4 separate regions of the Sus scrofa genome follow, and regions 2, 3 and 4 are each linked to region 1. The links are chromatin contacts, called in public HiChIP or PLAC-seq maps. All regions are on one chromosome and are shown on one strand. The core of a region is the stretch at or near the end of the contact, and the rest is flanking DNA. Distances in the headings are between cores, read along the strand shown. Region 1 holds the start of MAFB (transcription factor MafB). Region 2 holds the start of TOP1 (DNA topoisomerase 1). Region 3 has its middle 350 kb from the start of MAFB. Region 4 has its middle 370 kb from the start of MAFB.

Region 1 (2,820 bases), core at 315-2,814:
GCCGGTCCTGCAGAGGCAGCAGCCTGGACACACTCACCCAGTGCGCGCTTCTCCTGCCCTTCACTGCGCGCGCCCAAAGCTGAAGAGCAGAAGGCGACGCGGGAGGCGGGTCGGGTCTCCGCGTCCAGCGAATTTGCGGTTTCTCCGTTTCTTTGCCCGGGCCGGGGTTTTGGGAGCTCATATTTCGGGCCATCCTGGACCAGATAGAAAAGCGCGCAGAGCGGGAGCCCTGTCTCAATGCCTTTAGTACGGTACGCTCCGGGGTCCCCGTCTGCGCTTAGCGGAGGTTTCTCATTGCACAGCTCTGGGGCCCCTGGCTGGAGCATTTCCTCTTTCGGCCCTCGGCCTAACTCTGCCTAGGAGTTTCCAGCTCAAGGAGCTGCCGCCGGGCATCTCCCCACCCCCGCCCCCACCCCCAGCTGGGGCACAGAGTTCCATGGGGGACATCAGCGCGGAAATCGCGACTGAGTCCGAGAACCGAACCGAGAACCTGTGCGTGGCCCCAGAGGAACCTGTCCTGAGCTCCGGTGCGCACACAGCCTACTTTCTGGGCCAGGTTGAATTGGGCGTGTTGGGGAGACCCAGTTGGGTCTCAGGCGTCGGCCGAGCCTTTCTGCTGCGGGTCCCGCGGTTCAGCGCGCCTTTGCGCGAAGTGGCCACTTGGGGTCGCACTTTATGCCTGTTTGAGCCTCTCCACCTTGGGCTGACGCCGGGATCTGCTTAATCGTTACAAAACGTTCAAACAAAAACAGGGCCGGATTCGCAGCAGCCAAGAGCCACCCGGAGCACCGTCCTGGGCTGGCCTCAGCCCCCAGCCTCGGCGAATTCAGGGTTCCGTGCATTTGCCTGGGAGAGGGCTTCTGAGCCTTTGGGCCGATTCCTTCCCAGCTCCCTTCATCTTGTGCATTTGTGGGTGGGGTGAGCAGGGAGCTGCGCGGCCAGCGGAGTTCTAAATCCGGGCCCGGGCACTGCACCCTCCAGGAGGGGGGCAGACCCTGCTTGGCCCGAGGAGGTTAAGAGTTGGATCTGAACACAACTCTTGGAGCCCCGACCTCGCCCCCCCACCCCACCCCGCAACACACAAACGCGAGCAGATCTGTAGAAACACAGCCTTGCACCGCATACACCGGCCCGAGACCCAGCGGCACACGGAGCGTCCCCCACTGGGCGGGGGACGCTAGGGAACAATGGGCCAGAGAGGTGCCATCCCGGCGCTCATTCTGAGCCTCCTGGGGGTTGATATGGGCTGGTGGGAGGGGAGGGGGCACAAGGGTAAAGAAGGAGGAGAGCGCGCGAAGGGGTGGATAAGGTGGGGGGGGGGCACCGAAGAGCTGGCGGAGACCAGGACTCCGAGGGGGTGGGGGCTGGGCCCGGGCCGGCGGTCCCACTTGGCTCCAGCCCTCCGCCAGGCCTCAGCGGCTCTTCGGCTGCTCGCGCCGCCAGTCAGCTGACACTGGGGGCGGAGGAGCTGTCAGGCGCGCCCCGCCCTGCGCCGCCGGGCCGTGGGGCCCGTGCAGCCATTGGCCAGCGCTCTGGGCCGCCCGGGCCCCCGCGCCCCAGTGACATCAGGGAGGCGATAAAAGGCAGTGGCGGCGCCGGATCCCGCACAGCTGCACCGCCGGGCTGCGAGCGGCTGCGATCGAGAGAGACCAACAGCAAGAGAGCTAGAGAGCGAGCCGCGGGCGCTCGCCCGGCGCCTCCCCTCGGTTCAGCCCCCGCGTCCCGCTCGCTTCTCCACCCCTCCCAGGCCGTCCCGGCCCCGGCGCGGCCACATCCCTGAGCTCTGGGGCGGCGCAGGCAGCCTCGGGACTCTCCGGCGCGCCGCCGCGTCCCCAGACAAAGGCTTGGCCGGCGGCCCCGGCCCGCTGAGCCCTCGGCTCCCCGCCTCCCGGGCTCGCCGCTCTTCGCCCCCGCTCCCGGCTCGGCGCGTCCCGGCCGGTCGCAAAGTTTCCCGGGCGGCAGCGGCGACTGCGCCTCGCGTGAGCGATGGCCGCGGAGCTGAGCATGGGGCCCGAGCTGCCCACCAGCCCGCTGGCCATGGAGTACGTCAACGACTTCGACCTGCTCAAGTTCGACGTAAAGAAGGAGCCGCTGGGGCGCGCGGAGCGCCCGGGCCGGCCCTGCACGCGCCTGCAGCCAGCTGGCTCGGTGTCGTCTACACCTCTCAGCACGCCGTGCAGCTCGGTGCCCTCGTCGCCCAGCTTCAGCCCCACCGAACAGAAGACCCACCTCGAGGACCTGTACTGGATGGCGAGCAACTACCAGCAGATGAACCCCGAGGCGCTCAACCTGACGCCCGAAGACGCGGTGGAGGCGCTCATCGGCTCGCACCCAGTGCCACAGCCGTTGCAGAGCTTCGACGGCTTCCGAGGCGCGCACCACCACCATCACCACCACCACCCACACCCGCACCACGCTTACCCGGGCGCCGGTGTGGCCCACGACGAGCTGGGCCCGCACGCGCATCCACACCATCACCATCATCACCAAGCATCGCCACCGCCGTCCAGCGCGGCCAGCCCCGCGCAGCAGCTGCCCACCAGCCATCCCGGGCCTGGGCCGCACGCGGCGGCCACCGCGACGGCGGCTGGCGGTAGCGGCAGCGTGGAGGACCGCTTCTCTGACGACCAGCTCGTGTCCATGTCCGTGCGCGAGCTGAACCGCCACCTGCGGGGCTTCACCAAGGACGAGGTGATCCGCCTGAAGCAGAAGCGGCGGACCCTGAAGAACCGGGGCTACGCCCAGTCGTGCAGGTATAAACGCGTCCAGCAGAAGCACCACCTGGAGAATGAGAAGACACAGCTCATTCAGCAGGTGGAG
Region 2 (2,762 bases), core at 260-2,759, 300 kb before region 1:
TTTGGGAATCTCAGCCCCAATGAAAAGTTCTAGTCGGTGTTACTTTACTTAAAAAAAAAAAAAATCTATATGCCCAAGTCCAACATTGGATGGCCCACAGACAACTTGTAAACTTTCTGAAAGTAGATACCACTACCCTGGCAAAGAACACAACTTGGGGAAAGCAATCTCAAAAGGTGAAGAACTCCACAAAGGAGGGCTTTAGTTTTAGAGCCCTAATTCTAACCATCAAACATCTCACCGAAGGGGTGGGGGGATCAACAGTTGCTCAAGGGTATCTTTCATTCTGGAAGCAGAAAAGGAAACAAACAAGAAGCAGTAGGGGAATAACCCCTCAAATAAAGTTCTCTTTGGAAAAAAATAGTAACAATTCAGGCTCCCACCCTTCCCTCTGCTGAGGTCTGTGATTTATATGGCTTTGCTCTGCAGAAAGCTCTTTCTGGGCAGCTCAGGGAAGGAGCCGAGGGAGGGAGAGAAAGAGACACAAGCACAGAAAGGAGAGGAGAGAGAAAAAGAAAATGGCGCAGAGACTAAGTCCCGACTGTCGACAGGGCGACTTTCCCGGGAGGAATCCGGGCCCGGAAAGGCTGCCCGACGCCCGGTGACGGGCGACGCGGGGTCTCCGTTGCCCCCTCTTGGGAGGGCCGCGATATGGGGGCAGTGGGGTCCCCGGAAAGGGGGTCCAGAGGCGGCCCGATGGGAACAATGGGGCCGGTGAGCGAGAAGCCGGGACTTAGTCTCTGGGACGCCATGTCTGTCCTCTGCCCGGCTCGGGCCGGGCGGCCGGGGACCCGGGGTCGGGGAGGGGGCACACTCACCATTCAGTCGGAAATCCGCCTCGATCTGGGGAGAGAAAAGGAGGGACCGTGAAACAACAGGCACATTCACCCCGCGGCGGCCGGCGGGCGAGCGCGCGCGGCCGTGGGCCGGTCCCACCCTGCGCCCCCCGGGATGGAGGGGCCCCGGGAACGGCCGCCAGGGCCCGCCAGCCCCCCAAAATTGGAAGTTGGCGGCTTCCGCCCGGGGAGCCCATCGCCTCCGGCCGGCCGCCCCTACCCAGGGGTTCCGGCCTGTCAAAGCGGCCAGGCCGAGGCCGGGGCCTGCGCCGGGGGTCTTGGAGGGCCGGGGCGGCGCCGGGGACCCAGGCGGGTCGGGCAGGGCCGTACCTGGGAATCGGTGTGGAGATGGTCCCCACTCATGTCGGCAGGAGTGGCGAGTGCGGCGGGCGGCGAGGGGCGCCGAGGAGACGCAGACGGTCGCTACCGGCCTGTGCGGGTGGACAGGGGCTTCCGGAGGCTCCCGAAGGCTCCCGGAAGCGCGAGTAAACGTCGGCGGGGCGGGCCTGAGACTCCCGGTAAGGCTGAGGCGGCGACAGCGGCGGCGACGCTGACTGACTGCCGGGCGGGAGGCGAGAGCAGACCCCAGCAGTTGTGTAACAGCCTAAGTTCGCATTTCGGCTCACTGCGCCTGCGCGGCCGCTTTTAAATGAGACGTCGCTGACGTCAGAGACTCGCGGAAGGAGGCCGAGGGTTGTGGGGCCCGCCCCCTCGCACTTCCCAAGGAGGACCTGGCTTTGCATCGTAAGCCCCGCCCCTTAGTCCTCGCGCGCCGCTGTGATTTGCATGAGAAGTTGACTCCTCCCACGGCCGCACATCCTGAGCAGCCTTCTTTTCCTCTCCCAGCGCCTTTTCTCGGAAACCAGGCCCCTCCCCTAGGCTGTGCGCAGGCTCAGCCCGGACACCGCCTCCGGACCGGGGCCGGCCACTCGGCCACGTGGTGGGCCTTTAAAGGCCGCGGCGGGACCGCGCCAGGCCTGGTCCGTGCTTCTGTCTCGCTTTTTCCTCTTCTCGGAGATTCAGAAACCCTGGCGTTCAGGGCCCCTGAGCTCTCACCGGCTATTCCTCTCTCGTTAACCATACTCCGAGGCTATTTGATGGGAGGAGCTCCTTCCCCAGCCTTTGTCCAGGCTTTCCAATTCCTCGATTATTTCATGCTTTCTTAAAATTTATTTTATTTTTTTTCAGCCCACCAAAAGTCTGGTTTAGCTCCCGTTTTCAGTCGGGTACGTGTGGCCCTGGGTCTCAAGAGGCCTAATTTCATTAGTTCTTTCTTCAGACCTTCCTGAGCCAGGAATTGCGTTAAGAAAAAGGATAGGATAGGGACCAAAGAGAACCAGATCGCGGGGTGAACACGACCTGGCTCTGTGCCCTGCTGTATCCTTAGCGCGCAAAGAGGCCTAGGGGAGAGGAATTGGAGAGAGAACTGCCGCTTATGGAGCATCTACTCTGCTCTGATTTGACACAATAGCTCTTTGAGGTCGCCTATTTTACTAAAGTTTAATTGTGTCAGAGATAAGTGACCTACTAACTGCCTACTTGACATCTCCTTTTGGATACCTCACAAACTTCCCTAAACTCACCATCTTCCTCCACCACCCAGTTAGAAAAGCTCCACCCTGGACATCTTCCTTTTCTTTCTCATTCATCCAGCTGATTGCATGTTTTCAATCTTTCCCTTGGCCACACACCTGTCGAAGTCTGCATTATCTCTTGCTTGGATTATACTACATAATACATTCCTAACAGGGATCCCTGCTTCCCTTCTGGCCCTCTCACAAGTTGCTCTGCAACAGTAGCCAAAGTAATTTCTCTACACCAGATCTATTATCCCCTCCAACAGTACTTCTCATCTTAGTACAAAGTTCAAAGTTCTTTTTTTTTTTTTTTCTTCCTGGTCACACTCATGCATGCGGAAGTTCCCTG
Region 3 (2,921 bases), core at 159-2,658, 350 kb after region 1:
TGCTTCGTGCCATACGCCGACCGTGGGGGGCCTCCTTCATCTTGTAAGTGAGCATTTCCAGTTATTTCTTGCCTGCTCATTCCCTTCAGTTGACCTAAGGCCTTTAGAAAAGACTGCTTGGAATCTGAGAAACTTATCTCAAAAACACCTCTGAATTCAGGGAAGGACCTCATCACGTCATTTCAGGGGAGCTGCAAATAGACTTAATGCCTCCCAAGATCAGGTGGAGCAGCAAGGAATGTTCTACTAGAGTTCATGTTTTCAAAACATGACTTGTATTTTTAATTAGTCACCATATACGCCCGCCCATCGTTATCTTCCGCATCTTAAAACACCCTTATAAAGTGATATTATTCTTGTTTCCACTTTGCAGATGAGGGAATCGAACATTTGAGACTGTGTATCCCCACCATCTATTCACATCTGACATCCTCTATTTTCTGCTCTTCTTGGAGGATCTTTGCTGCATAGTCAAAGAGGAAGTTGAATATTTTTGTTACATTTTTGCAACATGCAAAGCACCTTTGCCCGCCTGCCTTCCTCCCTTCCTTCCTTCCTTCCTTCCTCTTTCTTTTTTTTCTCCCTCTCTCCTTCCCTCCCTTTCTTCCTCCCCCTTTCTCCCTTCCTTCTTAATTTTAAGAGCAAGACACTGTGGTCCCCATGGGTTATATGAAATAGATAGAGGAGATGAGACTCAAAATTATGTCAAGTCCAGGACTCTTTCCTCTGGTACTTTATTTTGGCCTAATTCAGAAAACGGCCAGGATGGAAATGCCCAGGATTGGAAACACAGTTTGGCAGCAGAGAGTCAAATATGGAAGGACCCCTCAGCCCCAAAGGGCCATAGCCCTCCTAAATTGGGGCTTTCTGTACATTTTCCAGGCACATGTCTATGCTGGTCTGGATGTGATCATAAGGACGCCTATGGATGTTCAGATGTCTCAGTGTGTCAATTAATAGGCTCTGACAGAGGACCAACACACTGTGGAGAATTGAAACAATTATATGGATACCTTGGTCCCCTCCCTGATTTTTTTTATCAGCTCACAGAAAGCCAAAGGAAGCTTTGATGTTCTTTTTTTTTTTTCTTTTCTTTCTTTTTTTTTTTTTTTTTTTTTTTTTACTGCTTCATGGATCCAGTGATTGTTCTCTTACTCTCTTTCCGCCTCCACAGGCTCCGGTGGACCACAATGCTCTGACAATTCCTGAACACCAAAGTGAGAAGGACATTTGCATCCGAGGACCTTGACTACTTCGAGGGAAGGAATTACCTGCTCAGCATGGTCTCAGAAAGAAGTTCTCTCAGAGGTTGTGTGAGGACAAGCTGAGGAAACATAAGCCATAGCTTCTGGAATCGTAACAATATTCCAAGACAAATGTTCCTCATGGGCTGGGGTTTTTTCCTACATCTGTCATACACTCAGGGTGTGACATGGGGGAATGCACTCCCCGCCCTCAGCCACCAAGCCTCATCTATACAGCGGGGGGTTTAGAGTTCCAAGATCCCGAGTATCATGCCTTGAATGGGGTCAGGTTGGGAATTCAGATACTCAGGCTTGTTGGGAAAGGATGTATCCAGGTGGGGGCAGGGCTTGTGTTGAATTAGATGAGAAAGGGGCGTGGTGATCAGGCTGTGAGCTGGTCTAGAAAGAAAGTCTAAAAAGGTCTGATCTGGAGGCAGTCGCCTAGGAGTGGCAGTCAAGCCAGGTCAGGCTCTGGGCGGACTGCCTGCTTTGGGAAATGGCATGGATGTGTGGGGAGAGGCTGTTAAGGCTGGAACAGGTGTCCAAGCCCAAGCCAAATGGATTGAAGGTCAGGACGGGGCATTAGTTCTAAACAAGGTGCCCGCATGCAAAGCAGACACTGACTGGGTGGTCACAGAGAAACCCGCTCTGCAGGGAACCCTGCGTTTAAGACAGCAAGAGTAAGTCTTGCTGCTTCTCATGGAAAATATAAGGCTGTCTTGGCTGGAGGGTTGGAGATGCTGGACAGACACATTTAGAGCTGAAATACAGTACTTCAATTTTAATAGAAATAAAAAAATAATAACAACCAACACATAAGAAGCACTTTCTCTGTGACACACTGTTCTAAGTTCCTCCCATATGTGAATCCATGGGCAGGCTGATTTTAAAGCTTTTTCCTGTTAATGACTATGTTAGCAACCCCCCCCCCTTTTTTTTTTGGCCAATATCAAACTGTGGTGATATTTGTCCCTTCAATTATGATTATGCCATCCTTGACGAGTCCAGGCAAAAATAGAGAGAATGGGGAGGGACAAATGGAAATTGGTTCAGACTGGAGATTCCCAGGAAATAGGAGCCCTTTCAATGACATTATCAGTATGGATTTCATTGTCAGGCTTTCCTCTTCAAACAGGATCAAAGATTAGCCACACTTGCATTCTTTCCCAGTTAGATGTATCTTTCCAGCAAAGAGTCCATGTCTCCAAGCTGGAGGTGAGTCCAGCCACCATCCTCCAATTTCTCCTACAACTACAAGTATCTATTAGGTTCCTCTAGGTTAGATGTAGGGTGACTGCGACTGTGGAGAAACCCACATGGGACATTAAAAAATGTTGCAAGAGGAGGAGTTCCCATCGTGGCACAGCAGAAACGAATCTAACTAGGAACCATGAGGTTGCAGGTTCATGTTGATTGGACCCCTAGCCTGGGAACCTCCATATGTCTCGGGTGAGGCCCTAAAAAGCGAAATAAATAAATACATAAATACAAATAAATAACAAATAACAAATAAAAATTGTTGCAATTCTCACTTTAAAAAAAAAAAATGTTATAAGAGGAGTTCCTGTCATGTCTCAGCAGAAGGAAACCAGACTAGGAACCACAAGGATTTGGGTTTGATCCTTGGGCTGGCTCAGTGGGTTAAGGATCTGGCATTGCCATGAGCTATGGTGTAGG
Region 4 (2,730 bases), core at 58-2,557, 370 kb after region 1:
ATGTGTTGTTTCCCATGGACTGTATACGTCACCCTCAACACATTTATCCGTGCATCCTTCAACAGAAATTTATTGAGCAAAGCATGTATCAGATAGAAGACTAGATGCTATGAATACAGCAGATATAACTGCTTCCTTCCTTCAAAGAGTTTGCAGTCTAGCTGACTACAGAATTTCAGATGTATATGCCACCTTACCCACCCCTGCCCTGCCCACTATCGTAATGAGGATTGCCCTGGGTTTATAGATATGAAGCCTACAGTTTAAAGAAGTATATGAAAATTACCAAGGCCACCCAGTCCATCTGTTGTGCGGATGGGTAACATGCTCATGTCTGACTCCAGAACTCCCATGCTGCTGGTTACCTGGCCAATGACTAATATTGGATCAGTTCCCAGCGCCCAACAAGGAGATGTCAAATTTACATGTCTGGCATTGGATCTAGAGCTTTAAAGATCCAGGTGAGGGTAACAGAAGCAGAGAAATTGGTTCCTGTTGTTGGTGGAACCATGACCCTTCACAAGCAGAAGCAGGGGGAATGCTGACCAGCTACTATTCATGAGGGTCTGCCCAGGAGTTCGGCATATTGGGTTTGCATGAGGGCTGCCATCTTCATCTAAATAGCCTTGGGCGAGCACTTCTCTATCAGACTCATCTTTCCTCATCTGTAGAGTGGAAAATATCAACATTGACCTTTCCGAGTGGTTGTGAGGTTTCAATGGGCCCATGTATATAAAACATTTAGCATAAAATGTCAGCTGTTGTTACTGTTTTTATGCTTTTTTTTTTTTTCCTTGTGCTGAATCTGATTGCACTCTGGAGTCCCTGGCTTGTTCTGCCAATTCTGAGCCAAGCACCTGCTTCCTCACCACCTTTGCTGTCCTCAGGAGCCCTCAGTATGGCCTCAGCTTCCATCAGTATGGCCTCAGCTTCCACCTTAAGAGAATGTGAACATGATCTGTCCCCAATATAGTCCAGGGGTGCAAGGAGGTTGCTAATTAGAAATGGAAGGGTAGGCACAGCTAATGGTTTTCTGAGTAGCCATTTACACTCACAGTTTGGGAATTGGGTGTGATTTCTTCTTGGAATAATTCCTTAGAGATTTGGAGCTTGTTCTGATGTTGTCATCTAGTTTCCAGGGTCTCTTCTATTCTTTGAAGACCCAGATTTGGGACTTGGCCCTTTGGCCCAGTTCTCACTGCCAGGTTAGACAAGTAGAGATATTATTTGTCATGCTCGGGCTAGGTCGCCTGGCTGAGATGCTCACCACTGGGCCAGGCCTTCACTTTCTCAACCTGGGCTCTCAGCCATGGCTGGAGAGAAGCCAGCAGGGAGGAGGCAGGCCCTGGGCAGAGCTGGGCAGGGGTGGGGGAGTAATCGGTGCTGGGAGCCTGAGGTGGCCTGCAGCTACATGGGCGGGATTAGTGACATCAGCCCCTCTAGGGGCAGCAGGTTCAGACAGGAGGAAAGGGAGACTGCCTGCGCTGGGTCAGCGGGGGCACTGGCAGCTCGGAGAGTGGGTCCTCCCAGCCTGGGCTCCTTGGGGCCTGCCCGTTCTGGCGTGCCTGGTGGGGAAACCTGTTGAGTGAGTTCCCATGTGTTTCCCCATAAGGCTGAGGCTTGCGGTCCAGGCTGGAAAGTGGGGTGAGGGGAGGGAGCTCTTTATTGACTCTGACATTTACTTGAGAAGCTGCCAAAGGGTGGTTTATGTTTCTTAAACAGAGATGTGTTATGATAGGGAGGCTGCTTCTGTGGAGGTGAGAGTGAGCCGTGCCTGAGGCTGGGCCTCCCTGATGAGTCCCTCTGCCAAGTCAGTAGGCGGCCCAGCAAAGGCGGCAGAGGGCCAGGTTTGGGAAGGGACAGGCTTAGCCACCCTTGACACAGAGCAGGGGACTTGGAGAGAGTCAGATCATCTCCCTGATCTCTATCCCCTCATCAGCTAGGTCAGAATAATGACCTCCCCTGCCCAGGGCTCCTTAGTTGGGGGTTCCTTAGCTACATCCTTCCTCTGCACCATTCCAGGTGTTTCACAAATATGATCTCACTTAATCCTATAAAGACGGCATGATGTAGGTGCTATTATTAGCCTTGTTTTACAGATGAGGTACAGAAAGACCAAATCATTTGGCCAAGGTCTCACAGCACAACTGTCAGAGCAGAGATCTGACCCCAAGTCAACTGGCTCCAAGGTCTCCAATCTTAACCATGATGCTATGCTTCCTGGAACTTGCAGAGGACTCCGGTCCGCTCCTGCGGAAGGTGTAAATCACTTTGGAAGAGCCCAATTGTAGATGCGACTAGCTGATGAACACACATCTCTTTTATTGGATTCTGAGACAGCCATCTTGATTTCTGCTAATCACCATATCCCTGGGACCTAGCTGGACCTGTAAGAAACTTCCCTGCTGCACATATGTGAGAGGCTAATGGGAGCATCAAACAAGATAAAGACATAAAGGTGCTTCCCTTTGGAGGCACCCCACACTGCTCTGAGCTCACGAAAGGACTTGGGAAATGTTTATACCTGGGACAGACTTGTTGTGGGGCTGAGTTTATCTGGTGACCTCATTTTGTGGGTCTCAGTGTAGCACAATTGCTCACAAGTGGAGTCACCCCCACATGGCAGCCATTGGAGGGATTTGCCTCATCCACAGACGAGGAACAAGGGCAGGGGCCATGTCTTACAGGCAGGCCAGCACCTCACAGACCTTCTAAAACTTTCAAGGGTGA

What was found. HiChIP or PLAC-seq counts read pairs in DNA pulled down with a chosen protein or histone mark.
Region 2: an H3K27ac HiChIP or PLAC-seq map of alveolar macrophages shows a contact between it and region 1. The contact joins the promoter of TOP1 here to the promoter of MAFB in region 1. A contact is called at or near these places in 1 of 47 Hi-C or Micro-C datasets (heart right ventricle) and 1 of 2 datasets of contacts at active chromatin or transcription factors (alveolar macrophages).
Region 3: an H3K27ac HiChIP or PLAC-seq map of skeletal muscle shows a contact between it and region 1. The contact joins the enhancer-like site here to the promoter of MAFB in region 1. A contact is called at or near these places in 2 of 5 promoter capture datasets (fetal skeletal muscle and skeletal muscle), 4 of 47 Hi-C or Micro-C datasets (heart right ventricle, psoas muscle and skeletal muscle) and 2 of 2 datasets of contacts at active chromatin or transcription factors (alveolar macrophages and skeletal muscle).
Region 4: an H3K27ac HiChIP or PLAC-seq map of skeletal muscle shows a contact between it and region 1, with 8 times the contacts expected there. The contact joins the enhancer-like site here to the promoter of MAFB in region 1. A contact is called at or near these places in 2 of 5 promoter capture datasets (fetal skeletal muscle and skeletal muscle), 8 of 47 Hi-C or Micro-C datasets (alveolar macrophages, embryonic fibroblasts, heart right ventricle and 3 more) and 2 of 2 datasets of contacts at active chromatin or transcription factors (alveolar macrophages and skeletal muscle).

Annotation. Positions count from the first base shown.
Region 1 is chr17:43,410,526-43,413,345 of Sscrofa11.1, reverse strand. MAFB (transcription factor MafB) reads left to right here and starts at 1,564. Exons shown (of 1, transcript XM_013985377.2): 1 at 1,564-2,820. The coding sequence starts at 1,987.
Region 2 is chr17:43,709,017-43,711,778 of Sscrofa11.1, reverse strand. It overlaps TOP1 (DNA topoisomerase 1), which reads right to left and starts at 1,509. Exons shown (of 21, transcript XM_021078395.1): 1 at 1,167-1,509; 2 at 819-843. The coding sequence starts at 1,199.
Region 3 is chr17:43,062,203-43,065,123 of Sscrofa11.1, reverse strand. No RefSeq gene overlaps it. Among named protein-coding and RNA genes, the nearest start is that of MAFB, 350 kb to the left of the region's middle. Within about 2 kb of position 1,408, at least 3 of the 83 cell types and tissues checked have an H3K27ac peak or open chromatin away from gene starts, as enhancers often do. A contact at or near this core is called in alveolar macrophages, fetal skeletal muscle and skeletal muscle, where this site is marked.
Region 4 is chr17:43,044,303-43,047,032 of Sscrofa11.1, reverse strand. No RefSeq gene overlaps it. Among named protein-coding and RNA genes, the nearest start is that of MAFB, 370 kb to the left of the region's middle. Within about 2 kb of position 1,307, at least 13 of the 83 cell types and tissues checked have an H3K27ac peak or open chromatin away from gene starts, as enhancers often do. A contact at or near this core is called in fetal skeletal muscle and skeletal muscle, where this site is marked.